Regions from separate parts of the Sus scrofa genome. Here region 1 is linked to region 2. The links are chromatin contacts, called in public Hi-C maps. All regions are on one chromosome and are shown on one strand. The core of a region is the stretch at or near the end of the contact, and the rest is flanking DNA. Distances in the headings are between cores, read along the strand shown. Region 1 holds the start of SGTA (small glutamine rich tetratricopeptide repeat containing alpha). Region 2 holds the start of TLE2 (transducin-like enhancer protein 2).

Region 1 (3,972 bases), core at 507-3,006, 370 kb before region 2:
GTGTAGGCCGGCAGCTGTAGCTCCGATTCCACCCCTAGCCTGGGAACCTCCATATGCTGTAGGTGTGGCACTAAAAAGAAAAAAAAAAAAATTAGAAAATGCAGGAACCAAGTAAGAACAGCTCTTAATCCAGGTCAGAGCTTAACCCGATCCAGAGCCATGGGAGAATGAATTATAAACCTCAGGTGAAATTCCTGGAGTGTTCAGGACTTTTCATGCCCTGACCCGAGTGCTGTATATGCAAAAGCTTATTTCAGGGGTCAGCAAAACATTTTCTGAAAAGGGCCAGCTTCTCAGGCCACAGGTAACACGTCTGTGGTATGTGGGCTGTGTTCCCACAAAATCTTTCACTAAAACAGACTGCAGGGTGACCTGACCCCCCCGGTTACAGTTTGTTTAATCTAACTCATTCTATAGAACAAAAAAATGAGGCTTTTAAAGATGGGGGTGCCACCCAAGGTCACCCAGCTAAAATGCAAATCAGTTCTAAATGGTCTGATTTCAGAGTCTGAACTCCAAGATACCCGTTCCTCAACCACAAAAGTGGGCACACACACAAAACCTTGCACGTGACTTCTCAGGGGCTCACACACCCCTTGCCTCTGTGCAGCAAGCACACTGGTGAAGAATCACTAGTCTAGGGTTGGATTCTGCTTTGGCACCATGGACATCTGGGGCCAGACTGTTCTCTGTGGGCCCATCCTGGGTACTGTGGGGTATGGGGCAGCATACATGGCCCCCACCCCCTCGGTGCCAGGAGCACCCCCAGTTGTGACAGCCACAGATGTCCTCAGACATTGCCTAGTGTCCGCTAAAAGGACAAAACCACTGGTCTAGGGAGAGGAAAAGCAAACCAAACACCAAAAAAAATAAGAACATCACTCAGCAGGGATGCAGAGCGCACACACTTCCAGCCACTTAACAAAACCAGTTGTCGTCTAGGAAGACAAGTAGCAGGAACCCGATTAAAGAATGCTCCAGGTGTACTTAACCTCACAATGACCCTAAGAAGCATACACTTCTACAGTCCCTATTCTAAAAGGAAAGGGCTGGGGGAGACGGATAGCGACTTGCCCAAGAGGCCACAGCCAGCAGGGGTGGAGGACCTAGTCTTCAACCCCAGATTTGTCTCACTTCAGCACACCATGCAGAGGCCCTCAGTGTGAAAAAAGACCCCTCCTGTGTTCTCACGTTGCGCTGGGGTCTCTGCGACTTTAATTCTCATGGGAAGCCCCCCAATCCTAGGCAGAGGCTGTGACAACGCCTGTTTTACAGAAGGGGAAACTGAGGTTCCGAGACGCCAAGAGACTGACCAAGGTGGAGGCGGCGCTGGGACAGGAACCCCGACCTGAACCCCAGGAACAGAGGGACTCCGGCTTAAAAGAACCGTGTTTCCGGGAAGCAGCGGCCACTCGGCGAGCGCTTACTACGTGCGGGGCGCTTTACCTCCTGCTATCCACTCACGGACCTGCGAACCCGCATTTCCCGGGCCTAGGGTCCAGGGGAGGGAGATCCCGGCGGGCAAAGGCCCGCCCGATACCTCCTGCCCTCAGTTTCCCTCCGCGCTGCTCACTCACAACACTCCCCCAATTGCGGCGTCCCCGCCCCAGATCGACGTCCTCTTACCCACCCCGGAACCCCAGGAGCCCCGAGCCACTGACCCCAGGTACATCCGGCTCAGCGCCGAACCCGCGACTCACCTCTCAAGCAGCCGAACCCGGACCCACCGACGGCGGCGCCTGCGCACCGCGGCACTGCCCGGCCCCGCCCCCAGCCCCGCTCCGCCCCCAGCCCCGCAGCCTGCGCAGAAGGAGCCGGTGGCCGCTGGATTTCATTCTGCGCAGGCGCACCAATTATCAAGGCGGGAGTAGGAGGAAGTGACGTAATGTAGAGGCGGGAACGAGCTCGTCGTTAGGGCAACTGACCTCTGCGACCGAACGGAGGCCGGAAATCCGGATCAACTTGTCCTCTAGGCCGAAATGGAGCGGTGCATGGTGGGACAGTGGTGGACTCTTGTGGGTCGGCCGAGCCCGTCACGTGGCACCGTGTCCGCCACGTGGTGCACCTGCTGCTTTTGGGTATCTGGCGCCCAGAGGATCACAGGCGGTCTTTGAGTGGGGGCGACTGTTACCCTCTCACTGTATTTATTCATATATTCACCCACCCAAACATCCGCGAGTTCGTTATTTCATTCATTCAATCCATAAGAATGAATACTAAGATATTTGTTTACAGTAGGTGCATAATAGTAAACAAGTATTTATTACACACAAACTATAAAGACCAGCAAAACTTTTGCTTTCATTACCTTGTATTGGGGTACACAGACAATAAACTGGTAAACTAATACGTAAATGAACAAGTTCTACTTAATGGCAAGCACTGTGTAGAAAAAAATGGGGTGTTCTGATTGTGATTGGGGCGGTAAATTTGTTGGGTTGGTTAGGGAAGACCTCTGTTTCACATGTAGATTTGGAGAACTGGGAAAACACTCCAGGTACAGGGAACAGCAAAAATGAAGACTAACGTAGGATTACGCTGGATGTGCTCAAGAGAGAAAGAAATCGAAGGTCAGTAATGAGACATTCCCTATTAAATGACCACCATTAGCATTCAAGTTGCCAGAGTGTTCTCCCAATTCATTTTTTTTTTTCCTAATTCATTTTTATTCAACTTAAAATGCATGTACTCAACACCCTGGGTTTACTCAACACCCTGGGTTATTTTCATTTATTTTGCAGAAATAAAAGACGTAGGTTTAGGGACCAGTTTTAATTTTCTTAGGTTTTTCTTTCTGTGTGCCTTAGACGGTTCAAGGTGTTTTTTGTTTTTTTTTTTTAACTGACAATACTACATGCAGGTAAGGCACAGTTCCAACACACCTGTTGTTTGAAGTTCTGCATCGGTTTACTGAAGCTTTCTCAATGATGCTTGCTTACATTTCTGCTTTTTAAATAAATGTCTTCTTAATTTGGTTGTCTAACTGGATTCAGCTGGTATATGTGGAGGACCTTTAACCATTAGATGCTAGAAGATGAGCAGGATGTTGGTAATGGAATAAGTGCCTGAGGTTTCGTAAGCGACCACTAACGGAGCGCCTTAGGTGAAGGTAAAAACTTGCAAAACTAGCCAAATACACAATTAAGGTTGGGAGGAGGTAATGACAAATTAATACAGGAGCTAGAAGCCCAAACGAACGACTGGCACAAAGAGCCGCAGAAAAGATTCGAGGCGCCTGCGGGGTGGGTTCCCCTGGAAACACCTCCCCCGCTAGCCTTCCCGAAGGCTCCGCCCTCTCACCACTAAGAGCCAATGATGGACGGGGGTGGTTCAAGCGACCGCGCAGAGGAAGTCTGCGCCCCTGCGCTCCGCCTCGCGATGTAGGTGGGGCTAGGGCGCGCGCTTGCGCCCTACTATCCAGCACACACGCTCTCCCAGCATCCGGTGGGCGCGCGGGCGGCGGGCGCCTCAGTCGGGACAGCTGCGGCAGCAGAGAGGACCGAGGCTGCTGACCGCTGCTCCGACGCGGACCAGGTGGAGGGAGGGGCCGTCACTGAACATTCGCCCACCATGAAGCCCCCAGCAGGTACCTGCTTCCCCTTGGTGCGGCCCCGCTCACCAGATCCGGGCGCCCGGTGCGCACTCGTGCGCACTCCTGCCTCCTCCCCGGGGTCGCCACTGGGGCCTACGAGCGGAGCCCAGTGACCCTCAAGTGATCCGGGCCCGAACGGAGGAGGGGGTCGGCGAGCCCCAGAATGAATCCGTGTTCCAGCGCGCCTTCACTCATTCGGCAAACTCCATGTTTCTTCTGCTGGGGACGGGTCGGGCTCTGGGATGGACTTGAGGGAGTTCTAGACACAGTTCCAAAGCCGGAGACCAGCATTCAAGAAGCAAAATCAAGCAAGGACTTTAGATGGTGGTTGGTGCTGGGGCTGGTCATACATCTTTAAGGGAGGGCAGTCCTGGAGGGCT
Region 2 (3,989 bases), core at 1,355-3,854:
AGCACCTCCCCTCTCCGGACCACTAGTCCAAGCAGTGGTCCCCCTCCCTCATGCTCTGTTCCTTCCCACCCTGTAACTTCCCCTGGGCCTTCTCTTGTCAAAAGTTCTCCATCTCCTCAAGTTCAAAGATTCCTTCTTCATCTTCATCTTGCAGCTCTGCCCAGAGTGGCCTTTCCTCTCCCTGCTCCCACGCCCTCCTGACCTGGTTGCCCTTCCTTTCTGAGGGCTGATCTCTTTTCACGTAGCCTGGTCACCTGAATGTCACCTTTGCCCAGCCCTCTGGCTGCCCAGGCTCTAAGCCGCTGCTGTGTCCTCTTTGAGGCTTGAATCATCACCTTTGTGAAGATGGCTCCAAGCTCTGACTCTACCCCTGGTCCCTACCCCTGGGAGACCCAGCCCTGAGGGTATAGCCACTAACAAACAAATATTTCCTGGAGGTCCCCCAGGCCACTGGATGCACTGTCTTTCCCCAGATCTGTCCCTCACCCTGACAGGCCCCAGTCCACCCTGATCCCCCAGAACAGAGCATCGACCTAGTGGCGTCTTTCCCCCTCACCTGCCATGCAACCCTGCTCCACAACTCCACAGCCCCCTGCCATCACCAGCTCTTCCTCCTCTTCCATTTGGATCTCAGGCCACCTTCTCCCTCTTGTCACCTTCTGTTTGAGTCTGGGTCTGGCCCTCCCTCACTTAACTGCCTGCATGGGGAGGGGGTGCCCTTGTGATAAAGTCCCAGCTCTTTAGGCTAGCCTGAGATTCCCTGCACCACCTGGCCTGGCCCAGCTTACCTCCCTCCACCCTTTCAAACACTCTCTCTGCTCCAGCCCCACCAGCCAGATTACCTAATCTGTGTTCCTTCCCACCTCTGGGCCTCTGTTTATGTTGCTATCTCTTTCTGGAATTTCCCTCCTGCTCCTTTTCTGCCTGGAGAAAATCCATTCCTTCAAGGCCCAACCCAAATAGCACCTCTTCGAGGCAGCTCCTCCAAAAGGCCTCTCTTCCTCCACACACACGGAACAGAGACTGTCTAAAGTTGGCAGGAACATGGGTATTTATTCTATAATCCTCTCCTCCTGAGGAAGATGCTGAGGCCCTAGCAAGGAAGGGCCCAGGCCTTGCCCAGGAGGCTACCAGGCTGGGTGAGATGGAGCTGAGGACACACTTCAGGCCCATAGAGTCAGTGCCAGGGCAGAGGGAGCACTCAGGACCTAAGGGACCCAGAGCAGGAATAGGAACTCTGCCTGGTTAAGTTCAGAGGAGGCTTCCTGGTGGAGGGGACCTTCACCCACCAGTCTTTAGATCCCTCAGCCAAGCACACTCCACAGAGGAGGGTAAATACAGATTTGTGGGTTGCCTGAGAAGCCACAAAACCACACACACACACACACACACAGACACACACTCCTCTCGTGTTTGTAATCTGCCAGGAAGGAGGAGACGATTTGCTCTCTGTGCAGCAGCAGTCCCAGCTTTGAGAATTTGGGGAGGCTCAGCAGAGAGCAATCTGTGAGATGAGGGGACCCATCTCACAGGCAGATTACTTGATAACTCGCTGAAATGCCACATCCGGCCAGAGCAGGAGGCAGGGAAACGGCTGCCAGGAGTGAGTTACAGCCTGGGCAGTCTAGCACAACCTTCTCATTTCACAGGGAAGGCTTTCCCCAGCTCACTCCATGGCTTAACCCCCCACCCCTCTGGGTCTCAGTTTCCCCATCTGCAAAACCCGGGGGAGAGGCTGCAAAATTGGAGGAAGGGACTTAGCTTTTGATCTCTCCCCTCCCACTGTACAGAAAGACTCAGCCCTGGTTCCTGGCTGGGTTTTTATGATGTGGATGTGGGTGTGTTTTTTTTTTTTTTTTTTTTTTTTTTTTTAAAGGAAAAAGCTGAGAAGCAGCACTGGGACCCCGGATTGCTCAGACCACCTTAAATCAGCCTCGCCGCCTCAGCTACTGTGGAAATTCCTTTCTCCGCGGTGGTTGGCTGGGCGCGCCAGCCAATCCATCCGCGGCGCTCCCACATGGGTCCATGACGTCACAACAGGCGCCAGCCAATGGGGATCAGGGAGCCCGCAACCAATGGCAGAAGGCTCTAGGATCGTCTGGGCCAATCGGAAGGCGGCGAGGCGCTCCCAGCGGGGGACGGAGAGTGTGGCTCCCCCTCCCAGAGACCCTCGTGGATGCCGGAGACTGCCAATGTTGGAGAAGGGGGTGGGGATCCGGCTGGCTTAGTATCCAAAAACAAGGAGAAGCGAGGCACCCCCTGAGCCTGGCGTGTCTACCCTTAAAAACAAGAGTCCATCAGCCAACATACTACCTTGCAAAAGCCCGGCCGGCTGGCGGGGCGACTAGCGCCTTTCGCCCTATTTCACAGATAGGTAAACTGAGGTAAAGAGACATTAAGTCACTCTGGACGCCCGGGGAAGAACAGAGATGCTCACCTAACCCCAGAGGATTCCAGCACGGCTCCGTTTCTGTCATCGGGTCGGATGGGGAGGAATGAACCCATGTGCCAGCGAAAGGAGGCAGTGGCTGGTCCCTGTGCCTCAGTTTCCCCGCGCGCGCAAGCGGGAGAGAAGTCCACGGCAAGGGTTCTTGGAAAGACTACGAGCCCCAGAAGCTCCCGCGCGGCGCCGGCCCGGTCTGTCAATCAAAGTAACGTGGGTCCCTCTCCGGCCCGCGCTCCCCCGCCCGCTGCCTCTCTCCTGCCAGCTCCCGCTCCCTCCCCGCCGGCTCCCGGCCCGGCGCGGTATAATTACAGCCCATTGATCCGACCCGGGCCGGGAAAGCGGCTCCCTCGGGGAGGCCAAGCCTTTGGCTTCCGACTTCACCAACCTCTGCCTACCGCCCCCCTAGCCGAGCTGCCGGGCCACCAGCCAGGCCTGTCTCTTCCCGCTGGCCAGGGCTCGCGGGTGACCTCTAAGCCTTGGTTCCCGCCACGGTTGGCGTTAAAACCCCCTCAGAAAAATCACACACAGGTTTCCTTACACCCTGGACCAAGGGGAGCTCTCCTGGCCTGTTCTAGCGCTCCCCTCACGTGATCTAAAGACTGGGGCATCTCTCGGGGCCCCAGTTTCCTCACCTGTGTAGTGAGATGGTTGCACAAGACTTAGTCATGAAACCGTGCTTTCTGTTGGCCCCCAGTGTGTTCCCAATTTTAGGGAAGCTGGGGGAAACCAAGCACAACACTCGGCCCCCGGAGATTGGTCACGGCTGGGATTGGGGCAGAGCCAAGAGTGTGGTGACTGCTTGGGGAGTTGGAAAAACTTCCTAGATGTGGGGGTTGGTGGTGTTTAAGCTGGGGTTCTGCAGAATGCATAGGAGTTGCCTCCTTTGAGCAGTAACTTTATATCACCCTAAACCACCCTGGAAGAAGAAAGATGGTGATTGAGGAGACTTGAGCTCTGACCAAGGCCTTGCCTTGCTGGGTGGACCTCTGAACATTCCCTGGCTGTGAACCAGAGAGTGGTAATACCCCTCTGCCTACTTTCACAAGGGTCTGTAAAGTCCCAATAGGTTTTGGCCAATGGGAAACAGGGGAAAATGCAATCAGTGGCAGGAAGCACTAGGATTGGCAGGGGGCTTCAAATTCCAGCCTCTTCCTGGGCAAGAACTGGATGGCTCAGGGGGAAAAAAAAGAGGCTTTGGGGAGTCCAGGATGGACCTGGGCTCAGTGGGTATTCTCATCTGGAAAGCAAGGTTGCTAATGGAATCTTCAAAAAAGCTCAAGCGTACAAAGTACTTAAAATAATTAATAGTAAATGCTCAGAAAGGGGTAGCCATTTGCTCTCCCTTTATGCCCCAAAGGGTCCTTCTCTCCTGGCCTCCCTTCACACTCCACAGCTGGGCTCTGCACCCACTCTCCACTCCTCTCACATCCTGGATCCTCCATTAAAATGCGAATCAGTTCCCATCCTTCCCTCTGCTCAAGAATCTTCCATAGCTCTCCATCACCCTCAGAACAAAATCCAACCTCACTACCTCTGTCGACAT

What was found. A called contact is a pair of places that touch in the nucleus more often than the background predicts.
Region 1: a contact with region 2 is called in a Hi-C map of liver, with 5 times the contacts expected there. The contact joins the promoter of SGTA here to the promoter of TLE2 in region 2. A contact is called at or near these places in 1 of 5 promoter capture datasets (liver) and 1 of 47 Hi-C or Micro-C datasets (liver).

Annotation. Positions count from the first base shown.
Region 1 is chr2:75,876,916-75,880,887 of Sscrofa11.1, reverse strand. It overlaps SGTA (small glutamine rich tetratricopeptide repeat containing alpha), which reads right to left and starts at 1,756. Exons shown (of 12, transcript NM_001244392.1): 1 at 1,701-1,756. THOP1 (thimet oligopeptidase 1) reads left to right here and starts at 3,458. Exons shown (of 13, transcript NM_214223.2): 1 at 3,458-3,586. The coding sequence starts at 3,571.
Region 2 is chr2:75,508,891-75,512,879 of Sscrofa11.1, reverse strand. TLE2 (transducin-like enhancer protein 2) reads right to left here and starts at 2,604. Exons shown (of 20, transcript XM_021084148.1): 1 at 2,438-2,604.